2 separate regions of the Macaca mulatta genome follow, and region 1 is linked to region 2. Evidence: chromatin contacts called from public Hi-C data. All regions are on one chromosome and are shown on one strand. Each heading gives the region's core, a stretch centred on a gene start, on an enhancer-like site or on the middle of the called end of the contact. The rest is flanking DNA. Distances are from core to core; before and after follow the strand shown.

What was found. Hi-C and Micro-C count contacts between places; a contact is called where the count stands out from the background.
Region 1: a Hi-C map of fetal cortex germinal zone shows a contact between it and region 2, with 2.5 times the contacts expected there. The contact joins the promoter of DENR here to the promoter of ZCCHC8 in region 2. A contact is called at or near these places in 2 of 14 Hi-C or Micro-C datasets (fetal cortex germinal zone and fetal cortical plate).

The regions. Positions count from the first base shown.
Region 1 is chr11:130,135,291-130,138,221 of T2T-MMU8v2.0, forward strand. It overlaps DENR (density regulated re-initiation and release factor), which reads left to right and starts at 1,346. Exons shown (of 8, transcript XM_015151759.3): 1 at 1,346-1,472; 2 at 2,215-2,329. The coding sequence starts at 2,224.
Region 2 is chr11:129,872,543-129,875,329 of T2T-MMU8v2.0, forward strand. ZCCHC8 (zinc finger CCHC-type containing 8) reads right to left here and starts at 1,438. Exons shown (of 11, transcript XM_077955615.1): 1 at 1,102-1,438.

The sequences.
Region 1 (2,931 bases), core at 96-2,595, 260 kb after region 2:
CTCGTGCTCTTTCCCTACCCAGCCGAGACACTTAGGAAATAGAAAAGAACCCACGTTAAACATCGGGAGTGGGTTCTCCCGATATTGCAGTGTTATTCCCATTTCACAAACGGGACTCAGGCTGAATAGGAAGGGATTTTCTCAAGACGAAACGAGACACAAGGTACGTGGTTAAGTCTACCAGGCTTCAGCCTCCTGAGAAAGTCTGAGATAGGGTAGATTAACTCCAATTTAGAACACCTATAAGATAGGTAAACACAAAGGTGATAAAAAATTATCTTTAGTCAGTGAGACTGTGGGCAATGAAAGACACATAGATAGCATTGATATTATCTTTTCAAGAGTTTCCCCTGGGCTGGGTGCGGTGGCTCATGCCTGTAATCCGATCACTTAGGAGGTCGAGGCTGGCGGATCACCTGAAGTCGGGAGATTGAGACCAGCCTGATCAACATGCAGAAACCCCGTCTCTACTAAAAATACAAAATTAGCCGGGCATGGTGGCGCATGCCTGTAATCCCAACTACTCAGGAGGCTGAGGCAGGAGAATAGCTTGTGGTTCCAACTACTTGGAAGGTCGAGGCTGCAGTGAGCCGTGTTTGTGCAACTGCACTCCATCCAGCCTAGGTGACAGTGAGACGCTGTCAACACATAAAGGATGAAGAAAGGAAGGGAGGGAGGGAGGAAGTAAGGAAAGAAGGAAGAAAAGGAGGGAGGGAAGGGGAAGAGAGAGAGAGAGACAGAGACAGAAAGAAAGAAAAAGAAGAAAGAGAAAGAAAAGAAAGAGAGAGAGAAAAGGAGGAAAGAAAGAATTCCTTTAATTTAGTGTATGGTGTTAAAATGCAACCACACGCTCTATCCCGCAGAGAGAAAGGAAGAGAGGAAGGAAAGAAGGAAGGGAGGGTGGAAGGGAGGAAGGAAGTGAGGGAGGGAGAAAACATTCCTTTAATTTAGTGTATGGTGTTAAAATGCAACCAAAAGCTCTATCCGGCTGCAATCTCCCCGCACAGGAGTGATTTATGCAGTAGTTGGAGGTTAGTCAGAACTCCAGGATACACCGCAGACACCGGGGCGATGATCCTCCGGCCCATTAATAGGGAGTCATTTCTGACTCACGTGCACTCTCTGCCGTTACAGGTCGCGCTCCCCTCGGCGCACCCGTCTCGAGGATTCATCCTCTCCAACGGGTGACTAGCACCGCCTACCGGCGGCCCGCCTCTTGGCCGCTTGGCCACGCCCCCGCCCTGGAGCGCAAGGCGCATGATCCCCAATTTTTCTCCGCCCCCGTCTTCCGGCTTCTCGCGACATCCGCCCAGCGGCGGTCGGAGTCTCGCGATAAAGGCTCATTGTCTCGCGGGAGCGCTGCTGGCGGACTGGCTTTCGGGCGGCCGTGGCCGGGGAGGCGAGTTGCATGTGTCGGTTCAGCTGGCGATAGCGGCGGGAGCGGAGCCGGCGGGGCCTGTGCGACCGCCTGGGTAACGACACCAAGTGCTTCTCCCGCTCCCCAGAAGCTCGTAGAGAGTGTGGGGGAAGCTGAGATGCTGCCTGGCGGAAGGGGGCCGGGCCGGGCGTCTCCACACCCCCGCCCACAAGGGCCCCTTCTGGCGTCCCCGGGGTTGCTCCTTCGCCTCAGACCTGGTCGCCCTTGTCCCCTCAGTGCTCTTACATTCTGTCCTCGTTTTCTGTTCACATCCTCCTTAGGCTCTGGTCACCCCGCCCCCTCCCATGCCCTTTTTAGAGTCCCCAGGCCCTTCCCGTGGCGTTTAGCTGCCCCCACACCGTGCACCCCGGGCTCCTCTGATGACCCACCCCTCGTTCCTTGGCATTTCCAGCCTCTGCATTCGGCACCTTTGTAGCCCTTCTCTCTTAGTGCAGTTTGCATCCCTCCCAGACCACCCTTAGACCTTTTTGCTCCGTGTCTGCCTAGGGTACTCACCCCATCTTTCCTTCCCCATTGCTTCCTCTTTTTTACTAGTGAGTGCCTCTGCCCCATCCTTCATGGTCCATTTGCTGCTTCCTTCCCTGTAGGTCTGTGGACCAAGGAGATCTTGTGCCTGGGATTGCTTATATTTTATGAATCGAATGCAGCTTGTGTCCCCCACTCAACAACAAAATTGAAACAGCTTCGGGTTGGGGGGATTTCTGTTGAGAGGAATGCTGTTCTTCTGGGGTCTTCATTCTAAAATAGTGAGGGTGTGTTATTTTCCTTGCTTACAGGTTTGTGAAATGGCTGCTGACATTTCGGAATCCAGCGGGGCTGATTGCAAAGGAGACTCAAGGAACAGTGCCAAGTTAGATGCCGATTACCCACTTCGAGTCCTTTATTGTGGAGGCAAGTGTTGGTAGCCACAGAATGACTTTTACTCACTATATTTTTATGCATTATAATAATAGTTTGACATTTGGTGGTACTAAGTTTTTTCCCCCATCTTTTTCATTTGGTGAATTTGTGCTGGGGGAGAGGAGTGCTGGGGAGGAGGAGGCATGAATTAACAGCTTCCCAATCTGAGTGATTTGTGTCTGGCTACTCTGACTGAAGAAGCTTACAGTCCGTTTGGAATAGAGATGTGCAGCTAGGTTATTTCAGCCTGCAGGTCCTCAAGGTGTACGCTAGTCTAGCTATCAAAGGAGGGCTTCTTGGAAGATCCTGAGTTAAGGATGGCAAGAACTGGATGAGAAGGTGGGGAAGGGCGTCCCAGACAAAGCGAACGACTATGTAGAAAAAGCTTGATGGTGGCCGGGCGTGGTGGCTCACGCCTGTAATCCCAGCACTTTGGGAGGCCGAGACGGGTGGATCACGAGGTCAGGAGATCGAGACCATCCTGGCTAACACGGTGAAACCCGGTCTCTACTAAAAATACAAAAATTAGCCGGGCGCGGTGGCGGGCGCCTGTAGTCCCAGCTACTCGGGAGGCTGAGGCAGGAGAATAGCGT
Region 2 (2,787 bases), core at 188-2,687:
GAACTTCTGACCTTGTGATCAGCCCGCCTCGGCCTCCCAAAGTGCTGGGATTACAGGCGTGAGCCACCGTGCCCGGCTTCAATTTTTGTATTTCGAAAATTTTCCTCACAATGTGGAGGAAGATGACATTCTGAAAAAATAAATCAGGCTTCAAAAACCTCAAAAGCTGATATCCTGGCTGGGCGTGGTGGCGGGCGCCTGTAATCCCAGCTATTCGGGAGGCTGAGGCAGGAGAATCGCTTGAACCCGGGAGGCGGAGGTTGCAGTGAGCCGAGATCGTGCCACTGCACTCCAGCCTGGGCGACATAGTGAGACCCCATTCCCCCATCCCGTCCCTCCAAAAAAGCTAACATACCAGTCACCTTCAGTTCTCCCTACAAATTTTAAAAGGAAAACTACCCGAACCAAAGTTATCTATCTACCTATAAAACTCCTAAGAACGTAAAAAAACATACTAGCAAATCAAGAAAAATCTGCAATCTTGTAACTCAAGTCTAACAGAAACTTCTTTGGCGCTTTTTCCCAAGGTGCTGCAAAGCATCTTCAGCACAGAAGCGAGCTCCGACTGGAAGAACTCTAAAATTAATCCCCAATTTAAATCAAGCAATTAACCAATTATCTCAGCACACCCGGATTCCTTGAGGTCCCCAACTCTGCATTCTGGGACCACTAGCGTTTGCCCCGGTATAAAAACTGATCCCGCGTCTAAGCAGCCGGTATTTCATCACCTACAACTATAACATGACGGCACAACTTGAGCGTGGCTGCAAAATATGAAACCTTATCACGACCTCAAAAAGAGGCGGGCAAGCAGGGGCCTGTGTACAATCTGTCAGGTGAGCAGCCTAAAATAACCCTAAACCCGGGTGGGAGGCAAGAGTGGGTCTGGTCAGGAGACGGCCTCCCTGAGGGGAAGAGGTCTGCGCCGAGGCGCCGGGGCAGCCTGCGCGCCCCAAACCCTAGACTCTCGGCCCGCCGGCGGGTGACAGAAATCACTTGGAATTCTGGCCCTCCTGGAATTTCCGCCCGCGCCCTCACCCTCTCCCGGCGCTGCCCCGGCCCCACGCCCGGGTGACAGGGCCCAGCGAGCGGGAAGGATATTCTCGGCGCGGAGCTGCTCGATGGTCTCCTCGCACTGCCGAAGCCGCTCCCGTAGCTCCGCGTCGCCGACCCCATTTTCGTCCTCCTCGTCGCCGTCCTCGTCCTTGAAGCGAGTGTGAACGGGCTTCAGAATCGACTCCTCTGGGTGGTCGAACGGCTCGAACAGCTCTAGATCGCCAAAATACACCTCCGCCGCCATTTTGGGCTGTGGAAAAGATTCGAGAAGAGGCGGAGCCGGCCACCAGGGCTGGGGGACGAAGGTTGGAAGGCGCCACCACTCTCCAGAGCTCTGGCCGCGCGGAGCCACCCGCTAGGGTTTTGTCCAGACGCAGGCCGCGAAAGCTGCACACGGGGCGGGGCCAGTCGCTAGAGACTACAACTCCCAGAATGCAGCGGGGCCTATCGGGGCTAGCGATTGCCCGGAATATGGCATGCTGGGACGTGTGGTTTCTAAGCGACTGGCACTCATTGTCTGCATTGCATCCTGGGATTGGTGCTTTTTGAAACGCGAAGAAAGCCGGAGTAGGTCAGAATGCGCTAAAGCAATATGGGGCCAGGGGGCGGTGGTTCACGCCTGTAATCCCAACCATTCGGGAGGCCGAGGCGGGAGGATCACGTGAGCCCAGGAGTTGGAGACCACCCTGGGCAACAGAGCGAGACCCAGACACTACAAAAAATATAAAAATTAGCTGGGCGATTGTAGTCTCAGGTGCTCGGCAGGCTGAGGCGGGAGGGTCCCTTGAACCCAAGGGGTCGAGGATGCATTGAGCCCAGATGGCGCCATTGCACACCAGCTTGGGCGACAAAGCAAGACCCTGTCTCAAAAAGAAAAAGAAAAACAAAAACCAGTATGAGATGTTCCTATTAGGTAACTAAGGCTGAAAAATCAGAGCACGACGCATAGCTTCCTCACAGATTCTGGTGTGCATGCCACACCAGAGAATAAGGAACTCCATAGCCTGAAAGGGAACTGAATAAAAATAAATATACAAGAGAATAAGAAACTCCAGCTTTGCTACAGAGATGACTGTTGTAGATACAAGTTAGTTTATTGAGCTTGCTTCGTTTTTAATGTAAGATTAGCTAGATTCGACTATTTTAGTCTGTTGAGGCTTTCTGTGGTTTCTCTTGTTCAATCACTTGTTCATTCAATCACATTATTTATTTACACCATCAATGGGCCAGGCACTTGTCTAGGACTTGAGTATGCAAGAGTAACCACAATAGAGTAATTCCTCCTCTCACAAAGGCTGTAGTCCACAAAAAGCAACAAAAACCCCATAATTATAAATGTTCTTGGGTCGAGATGGATGTTGATGGATATTCATCACATAAAGAAATGTGGGCCGGGCGTGGTGGCTCATATCTGTAATCCCAGCACTTTGGGAGGCCGAGGCAGGCGGATCACGAGGTCAGAAGCTCAAGACGAGCACGACGTCTCGAGACGACATAAAGAAACCCTGTCTCTACTAAAAATACAAAAATTAGCCAGGTGTAGTGGCGCACGCCTGTAATCCCAGCTATTCACAAAGCTGAGGCAGGAGAATCGCTTGAGCCCAGGAGGCAGAGGTTGCAGTGAGCCGAAATCGTGCCACTGCACTCCAGCCTGGGAGACAGAGCAAGACTCTGTCTCAAAAAATAAATAAAATAAGAAAAAAAGGTGAAAAACACAGGAAGTTATGAATA